2 separate regions of the Mus musculus genome follow, and region 1 is linked to region 2. A link is a contact called in public Micro-C data. All regions are on one chromosome and are shown on one strand. Each heading gives the region's core, a stretch centred on a gene start, on an enhancer-like site or on the middle of the called end of the contact. The rest is flanking DNA. Distances are from core to core; before and after follow the strand shown.

What was found. Hi-C and Micro-C count contacts between places; a contact is called where the count stands out from the background.
Region 1: a contact with region 2 is called in a Micro-C map of trophoblast stem cells, with 2.7 times the contacts expected there. The contact joins two enhancer-like sites. A contact is called at or near these places in 2 of 484 Hi-C or Micro-C datasets (liver and trophoblast stem cells) and 9 of 115 datasets of contacts at active chromatin or transcription factors (craniofacial prominence, embryonic forebrain, embryonic midbrain and 4 more).

Annotation. Positions count from the first base shown.
Region 1 is chr2:172,732,017-172,737,054 of GRCm38.p6, forward strand. No RefSeq gene overlaps it. Among named protein-coding and RNA genes, the nearest start is that of Gm36156, 71 kb to the left of the region's middle. Within about 2 kb of position 1,610, at least 13 of the 459 cell types and tissues checked have an H3K27ac peak or open chromatin away from gene starts, as enhancers often do. A contact at or near this core is called in trophoblast stem cells, where this site is marked.
Region 2 is chr2:172,602,146-172,606,616 of GRCm38.p6, forward strand. The region is part of intron 2 of Gm36038 (a long non-coding RNA gene); the gene reads left to right. Among named protein-coding and RNA genes, the nearest start is that of Gm36038, 27 kb to the left of the region's middle. Within about 2 kb of position 1,451, at least 11 of the 459 cell types and tissues checked have an H3K27ac peak or open chromatin away from gene starts, as enhancers often do. A contact at or near this core is called in trophoblast stem cells, where this site is marked.

The DNA.
Region 1 (5,038 bases), core at 360-2,859, 130 kb after region 2:
ACTGGCTGGTTTCTTTTCGCTCTCCACAGTTTGCCCCTTCCTGACAACCTGGTGGGTACCAGGCTTCCTCAAGTTTATTACCAGATAGGTATTGAAAAACCTTTACAGGTGCTCCCCACGGCTAAACAGCTCAGGTGAATACAGAATGGAATTTCCCTTAGACCAGAGAGGGTCCCCCACTGAGCCTGAATTTAGAAATCCCTAGTACTGCGGGACCCTGGATTTCTTTGCTCCTAAGTGGGATGCTCTGAGCTGTGTTCACGCTGTAGGAATGAGGGAGAACCCTCCCTGAGGTACTAACCTCCCTCTGTCAGTCACTTGCCTCCACCTGGGAGCCAGGACCCGGTGGCGACCATGCACCTGCTCTGGCTTATTTAACCCAGACTTCATCCAAAGCTCCTTAGTCATCTCCACCCTGTCTTAGTAATGTACAGCCTGGATTGTATTGGAAACGAACAAGATCTCAGATCAGAGCTCTTCAAATAAATAAAGAAAAAATGTAAGCAAAACCGATGCAGGCGTGGGTTAGCCCGGGCTCTTGGTTCCTTGCCTTCCAATACGGAGGCTCGTAAACTCCAGGCAAACATCAGCGATAGAATTTCTTTTAGCTGTATCTTTGGACAGGACTGAGGGCTTCTGAGCATCGCAGCTCTCCAGGCTGTATTCCTAGCAGCCGGCTGCAGTTTGCTTTCTTTTAACTTTGTATCATTGGGGAACCGGGAGGAGAGGAAGGGCTCTGAACACTGTATTCCCCAGTTGCTCCAGCTACACACTTCTTTCCTTCTGTGAGCTTACCAGTAGCTATGGGTCCTCCTCAGAAACAGCGCTAATCTCCACCCTAAAAGACAATGGTCCCAGCTGTAGTTTCGGGTATCAACACAAAGCTGGACCGTGAATCTGTGCTTGGCATTTTGTAGACTTTAATGTCTAAAAGGATATTTTAAGGTATCTAACGTCGGCTACAATCTTGATCTGGCTTTACTTTGTGGCTTCAGGGAAATACAGTTTGTGTTGGTTTAAGGAAACCGGTGAACTTGCTATTCTCACAACGTTCATAAATCCTTCAAAGGAACCAGAAATAAACTAAAGGGTGGGGTGCGCACTGGGCTTGTTGGCGCATGCTAGTAACACCTGCACTTCAGAGCCTAGGGCAGGAGGATCAAGAATTTCAAGCTAGCCTCAGCCACAGAGTGAGTTCTAGACCAGCCTGGGCTACAAAAGTGTGATTCTCAAACGCAACAAAAAAAAAAAGGAAAGGAAATGATTTGCTAACACCCAGTGGGTGGTGGTGGGGTTCTCTGCCTCTCTCCCTCTCTCTCTCTGCTTCCCTCTCTCCCTCTCCCTCTCTCCCTCTCTCTCTGCCTCTCTCTCTCTCTCTCTCTCTCTCTCTCTCTCTCTCTCTCTCACACACACACACACACACACACACATCATTTCTTTGTTATTTCTTTGACAGAGAGCTTGGGTGTTGACAACCAGCAGCTCCGCACGCAGCTTTAGTCTCCCAGAGTCTTGGCCATGTAAGGGTTAATAGTAAACAGCTCCCTCGGACAACACTCCTGAAGCAGATGTGGGTGGAGTTTGGAATCCCGTCCCTACAGCCTCCTTGCATTTTTGGTTGATTGTCTTTAATTACTTTTGAGGTCTGAGGGAGGTTGCTCTTGCCTGCAGGCACTCCTGACTGACAAGGAATGTTTTTTAATGTCACTTACAAGTGACATTGATTAAGCATCAAACAGAACAAAAATGACAAGGATAGCTGGCGATTGTATCCTTCCACTCTTCGTTTAAGTAGTAAGATGCTGAAAACACTGGAGAGAAAATCCCGTGGGGGAGGGGTGTGTTTGTGTTGAGGGCCTTTATTCCCTGAGGCGTTTAGGCTCAGCCTCTTGGGGTGCTCGCCAAGGCAATGTCTCAGGTTGGAGAAGGGAAGGGACAAAGAGGCCAGATGAAGACCTGGCAAAGGGGTCCCCAACTTCTCAGAAACCAAGCTAAAGGCCATTTTAAGTTGGGTACAGTTGCCTGTGGTTCCAGTACTGGGGTTAGCCTGGGCTACATGGCAAGATCCTATATCAAGAAGGAAGAAAAGTCTGGGCAGTAGTGGCAAATGCCTTTAATTTCAGCATTCAAGGGAGGCAGAGGTAGGTGGATTTGTGAGTTCAAAGTCAGTCTTATCTACAGAGCTGAGTTAGGCTAGTTAGCCAGGGCTACACAGGAAAAACCACTGTCTCAAAAACGAACAAACAAAAGGAAGAAAAGATGGCAGAAAGCTAGGAAAGAAAGAGGGAAAATGGGAGGGAGGGAAGAAATTGATTCAGGCATAATGACTCCAATATGTAATCCTAGCACTTGAGAAGCTGAGACAGGGGGGTTGCCATCAGTTCAATGCTAGCCAAATGAGAGATTAAGACAGTTTTGTGTACCTCAAACCACTAAAGCCAGTTTAATATGTAAGGGGACAAAAGCTGTTGATATCCCGTTTTTTAGAATTTCTTTTGGAGAATAGTTTAATTCAGGTTTGGGGTTCAACCACTTTAGGAAAAATCCCAAACAAACAAACAAACAGGACCTGTATTCTGAGTATCAAGTAAGTATTTCCTGAGCATTACACGTCAAAAGAGTAAATAAAACACTGCTTATTTGGAATTCAGATTTAAGTCGGCGTTCCGAATTTAATCTGGTGACACTGCTGAAGTAGAAACACCAAGCCTGGCTCCTTGTACTCCCTGCCTTCCATGTCCGGATCTCAGGGAGAATGCCACTGTGTGCAGAGAAGGCAGGGGAAACTCGCATGCGTGGTAGAGGTCAGTAAGCCGGGGTGGTCCATTGTTATCCCCAGGAGTATACGCTCCTGACAGTGGCCACTCATGACCCCAGGAAGCCATAGCTCCGAGAATACCAGAATAAGGACCTCGACCACACAGGCTGAACTTGGAGACGTGGGATTGCTGTTGACTGTTCTCGCACCTCAGACAGCACCGCTGGTTCGCCTCTCCGTGAAACGCTGCAGTATCATGAGGTTATGGTGGTAAAACCGCAAGCTCAGGGTGGACTACAAGCCCTCTACAACGAACCGAAGGTGAGAATGAAGGGGGCAGTCCACCCACTCCACTAAAGCTGGTGGTTATGAAGAAACCACCATAAAGGTCTTCGAAGACAGAGGAATTTGTCACCCAGTGGTAGTGGAGCACAGGGCCTCACACACGCTAGGCAAGCATCCTGCCTCAACATGTATCCCAGCATTCACCTTTTAGTGTGTGGGCATGCCTGAGCACAGTTGTCCACCAGGGCCAGAGAGTGTGTTGGATGCCTTTGATCTACAGTTACAGGGGCTGTGAGAGGCACCATGTGGGTTCTGGGAACTCAACTTGGGTCCTCTTACTGGTCTTAACTGCTGTGCCATCTTTCCATTATTCTAAGAGAAGGTCTCATGTAGCCAAGGCTAGCCTTGAACCTTGATCCTCCTGTCTGCATCTCCTGAGTGCTCTGGCTAAAGGTGTGCACCTTTTGTAGTCTAAATGCCTCTGTTTCAGTCTTCTCCTTTTAAGATTTATTTTTTATTATTTAAGTTGTAGGGATGTGTGTGTGTGTGTGTGTCTGCATGTGGCTATCTGCATGTGAGTACAGGTGTTGCCTAGGAGACCAGAGGCATCTGATCCCCTGAAGCAAGAGTTACAGAGGTGGGTATGTATGGGGGACAGATCTTGGGAACTCTGGAAGAATTGCAAGTGCTCTTAACTGCAGGGCCAATTCTTCAGCCCCTCCCCCCACCACTGTTTTGAGACGTGATCCGACTAAGTAGCCCTGGCTGTCCTGGAACTTGCTTTGTAGACTACGCTGCCTTCAGATCCACCCACTTCTGTCCTGCTGCTGCTGGGATTCAAGGTGTGCACCACCCGCAGCCAGCTCATGATGGAAGCTAAGCCTGAACATCTGCCCGGGCTGCTTCCATGGCTCCTTCATCTCGGCCTTGTCACAGCTGGCTTCCTCTTGACACTCTTCACACCTCTAACAGGGAAGGGACAGGCTGAGACAGGAGGGGCAAGGGACCTCCATTAAACCCAGGAAGCAGGGCTTCTCCCGTGAGTCTCTGGGCACAGCATTGTGTCTGAAGACACCTTACTTATTAGCATGGTTGGTGATGACCTCAGAGCCAGCAGCTCGGTAACTCCTGTCTGCACAAAGCCCAGGGTATCCTCAGAGTTAAAGTTAGATGTGACAGTCAATTCTCCATCTGGCCCCACCCAGCACAACCTTCGGACACTGAGGGGGCACTGGCCACTGTGGCTTCTGTGCTAGACTCACGGGTCTCCTTGAACAGATCAGTGATACCACCCAATACTGACCCAGGTGGGAAAACCAGCCCACAAAGGGACACTTCTTTCTGCAGTATGGGAGATGGGACCCAGGGTGGTGAGAGCTCTAACCACTGGGCTACATCCCCAACTCTCTTACTTTGATACAAGGTTTCACTAAGTTGCCTAGACTGGCTTTAAACAATCCCTCTTTAGCCCCAGTACATCTCAAACTTGTGATCCTCCTGCCTCAGCCTCCCAAGCAGCTGGAGTGATAGCCCGGAATCACCAGCCCCGTGAAAAGATTACTTCTTTTCAGAGTGAGGCAAGAGGCACAGCATCACCTTGTGTGACCCCACCGGACAGGGACACATCGGTCACTGCATTTTTCTCTCTGTCTCTCTGGAATCTGAGAGCCTGGACAAGCTCCTGGAGGCTGGAAAAAAAAACAAAAACAAAAAAAACCCTAATGAGGAGGTGAATTGTAAATCCAGAGTTCCTGAATGCTAAAGACAAGGAAAGGGCCTTCGAGATTCCCCATCTTCTCCATGCCCAAAGGGTTTTTAGCCAGCTGGAAGCATGGCGGCTTGCAGGCTGCACCACAGCCATGGAGAGGCTAGGCCTGGCCACAGGCTGATCTATCTTCCCACATCCTTGCCACGGAAGGTTACCGTGTGTCGATGCTCCTTCGGGGAAAGGAGATAGATCTCTGAACAGCCACGCTTCTGCCTCCGGATGAATGG
Region 2 (4,471 bases), core at 201-2,700:
CAGAAGCCACGGCTGCTTCCTGGCTTGCTCACTGACTCAGTTTTGGAAACCTCCTTTTTCCCAAAATCATTTACTGGGGCAGGAGAGATGGCTCAGCAGTTAAGAGCCCTAGCTCCTCTTGTGGAGGACTCAGACTCAGTTCCTAGCACCCCACATGACAGTTCACACCATTTGTATTTCCAGCACCAGAGGGCCCCATGCCCTCCTCTGTCCTCCACAGGTGTCAGGCATGAGTGCACAGGTGTGCAGACATGCATACAGTCAAAACACCCAAGTGCATTACAATAGGTACAATTAAATTTTAAAATGTATTTATTTTATTTTGTGTGTACGGTGAGCACTTTGCCCTTATGTGTGTCTGTATGTCTGTGTGCTGCTAAGTGTGCCTTGTTTCTGATAAGGCCAAGAAAGAGCGGTGGATTCCCTGAAACTGGACTGACAAAAGGTTGTAAGCCATGGTGTGGATGCTAGGAATTGAACCGCTCTGACAGAGCGGCCAGTGCTCTAAACTGCTAAGCCATTTCTTTAGCTACTTGGCTAGCTTTCTTACACAGCCTACTATCAGATGCCTAGGGAATAGTGTCACCCACAGTAGGCTGGGCCTCCTGTGTCAAAATAAAGATCTAGGCAGCACTCTACAGATATGTCCACAGGCCAATCTGATCTGGGAAATCCCTAAATTGAGACTCCCTGCTGGGATGACTTTAGGCTGAGTCAAGTTGACAGTTCAAGCTAAGTAGGACAGAATGTAAGACCTTAGATTTCAGTGTTCAACAGGGAACAGCAAGGCGGACTGCCTTTTTGAGTAAGGGATTTATTAAGACCGTAGAGAGACAGATAGCAACATAGCAAGGGTTTTGAAGAGCTCAGACCCACAAGGCTAAGCATAGATCCTTTTATACAGGTCCCAAAGAGAAGGTGGCGGTCCCAAACCATGTTGTTAATGACTAGCTCATTGTGACAGCCTGTGCTAAGTCTGTTTCTGATTCTCCATAGCAGGGGAGGGTATCAGTGTTCTAGTCAACATCTATTCATTCTGAGATGTGCGGTCTGTGGCCTCTGAGTACTCAGGGTGCCCAGTAATCTTCCTCTGGGAAGTGCAGGTTGTAGACACAGGCAGATACAACATGGAGTCCACTGTTACTGTGGCAGTGGCTGTGAAGTGAGAGAGGAAGAGGCTCCTGCAGATCCACATGGCCTGAGCAGCCCCAGTCCACACCTCAGGGGGAACGAGTGGGCTTTGGCTAGTGCACCGTCCCAGGGGTGAGCTCCAGAGGTGACACCAGCTTGGCCTGCATGCGGGAAGCTGGGCAGCTTCACCTGCATGCGGGAAGCCGGGTGTGTTTAAATGATCTGATCGCTTGGAATGGTTAATTCGTTATTCTGCTTTCCACAATGAGGCCCCGCACATCATCATGGAACCCTGCTCTGTAGGCAATAAATCAGAGCCACTGGGGTCTGAGTCATCCTCCCTGGATGAGCCAAAAGTAGGGCTGTCCATTGAGCATGCAGTGGCTTGCCCTAAACATTTCCTTTTGGAAGCAGAAGCTACCCAGGGCCCAAAGAGAGCCAGCTTGGTGCTGGCCAGGTTGAAGTCTGTGCTCCCTCTCAACCCAGGCCTCATCAGTCTCTCGCGCACAGCTTGCCACCCTGAACCCCAGAGCGAATCAATCTCTGCTAGCATTTCCCCCCTTTGTAACCTGGTATTTCTGGTGCCAACCGTGGCATGTTCTTCAGAGACTCTCCTGTGTTCCTGGTCAGCTCTCCTCCTAGATTCTTCCCTACCCCAGAATGCAGGCAAACTCGAGATGCTCTTCCCCCTCTCACAAGCCAAAAAGAGGCCAGAGCCAGCAGCTGCCATTCAGAACTCAAGTCTCTCACAGCCCTGCCTTGGTACTGAAAGGATTTCTGCTAGGATTTCTCAGCTGCCCAACCAGAGGAGCTGTGTGAAGTTCAATGGTAAATCGACAGAAACTGTGCACCACGGGGGCGTGGGTAAAGAAAATAATTCTCTGTCTCATGTGGCTGAAAAGGGCATCACTGTCCACCTGCACTATGGACCTGCAATTATCTGCTGCTTTCAACTTTTCTTTATGTGTCCCAGTTGTTAACTTTAGATACAACTCAGAACGGGCTGGTCTCGAACTCACAGGATCTGCCTGCCTCTGCCTCCCAAGTGCTGGAGTCAAAGGCATGTAACCACCACCTGGGCCCACTTTACAACTTTAGACACAATCTTAGTCAAGGATATGAACCACACTCACCTGCTTCAGCTAGCTTAGGTGTGAAAAGCCTTTTTAGCTTTGTTTGTTTGTTTTTGTTCTAGGGATGGAACCTAGGGCTTGACACTTGCTAGGCAAGTGCTCTGCCCATGAGCTGGACTCCTAGCCTACAAAACACTTCCAGAAGATGGGTTGGTTTAAAGGTTGGTTGGGGAAGTTGAGGGAAGGGAACAAAGTCCAACGTATTGAAGACCAGAGAAGGAATCCAGATCTCCTCCCAGTCCAGTGTGTTCCCAAGGAGGACCTTGAACCCCTTGCCTTCCTGCCTCCACTTCTCTGGTGTGCACGACCATTAAAATAGCATTTGGGGAGCTGGAGAGATGGCTCAGCAATGGCGAGCTCCTGTAGTTGAGTCCCATCACACCCTTAAAGCTACAAACTCCAGTTCCAGGGGATTTGATGCCCTCTTCTGGTTTCCATGGGCACTGCATACATATGATGCAAATACAACAGGCAAAATATCCATACACATAAAATGAAAGTAAATCTGTCTGGAGGTGATGGTACGTGCCTTTGATCCCAGCACCTGGAAGGCATAGACAGGTGCATCTCTGTGACTTTGAGTCCAGCCTGGTGTACAGAGCTACACAGAAACCCTGTCCTGAAGAACCATACATAATATATATATGGGGGAGGGGTTTGTTATTGTTAGTGGTGGTCTTGGTTTGTTTGTTTGCTTGCTTGTTTTGTGTTGTCTTGTCTGGGTTTGGGTTTTGGCTGTCCTGGAACTCACTCTGAAGAACCAGATTGGCCCTCCAATTCAAAGATCCACCTGCCTCTGCCACCCAAGTGCTGGGAGTAAAGGCTGTGCCACCACCGCCCAGCTAAATGACTCAAGCTAAGAAGAGTTATAAGGAATCAAAGAGTCAGAAAAGAAAGTGCACAGTGGGGAAGCCTGGCCCAGTCAGAGGAGGTTAAACAGTGTCCCCCAGCTGTGCTGTGAGAAAGTCCAGCCTGGCCTTCCCAGACCCCCACCCCCATCTCTAAGTGAGAAGAGTATCCCAACTCAGAGCTGAGAGCAGACTCCAGACACCCCGCCAGGTCCTTTACGTTCACCAAAGCCAAGGAAATCTGAGAATCAGTCACAGCCAATGGAGATGTCACAGGGGATCGCCACTATTACAGCTAATTGCCAATTTGACAGGGTCTGGACTCACCTGGAAGGAGGGCCTCTGGGCATGCCTGTGAGGTCATCTTGATTGGGATAATTGACATAAGAAGACCCATCTTTAGCTCACAGACAATTTTATTAGAGTTTAAAATCCCCAGGGCAGGCAAGGTAAAACCCCCCATCCCCCCACCCCCTGCTGCCCCCAGCTGATAACTCAGAACAGCTGACTTACAAGCTGTGTGGTTGGGGCTTTGCACTGCTGCAGGAAGACCCGTACAAACCGTGTGGCACGGTTCCCTGGCTGGGACCCTGGATTATGTTTGAGCAGCGGGCAGCCATCACTCTCTGCTTCTGGCTGTCGACACTCTGAGCAGCTGCTCCACACCCACACTGCTCTGACTTCCTGCAGTGACGGACTGTACACCTGGACCAAGAGCCTTAATAAACCTTTCCTCCCTTGGGTTTCTTCTGTCCCGGGTACTCTATCACAGCCACAGAAAAAGAAACTCAGGATTCTAAATGAAACGCTGAGCCAGGGAAAACTGATTGCATCAAGTGTTGACTTTAGCTATGATGTATGCAGGGGATGTGGTGGCACACGCCTTTGATCCCAGCATTCAGGAGGTTGAGGCAAGCAGATCTCTATGAGTTCAAAGCTGGCCAGGTTCATATAGTAAGACCCTGATATCTCCTCCCACCCCAAAATCAATATTAGTTCAGGAATGTTATATTCATGAGATGTTAATCACCAGATTAACTGGGGTTTTGTGGCAAATCTGGACTACCTCAGTTATTTTTCTGAAAATCTAAAACTTTGCTGACACCTAAAAAAAAACCTATTTTGTTTACACATTTAATATATTATATAATGTAAATATAATATATTAAATATATAAAATATACAATCTAAATATTATATATGTAGGGATTGGAGCGATGGCTCAGTGGTTAAGAGCGCTGCCTGTTCTTCCAGAGGATCCAGGTTCAGTTCCCAGCACCACACAGTGGATCACAACTGTCTATAACTCCAGCCCCAGGGGATCCCACAGTTCTGAGGGTACTGTACACATAGGGTATA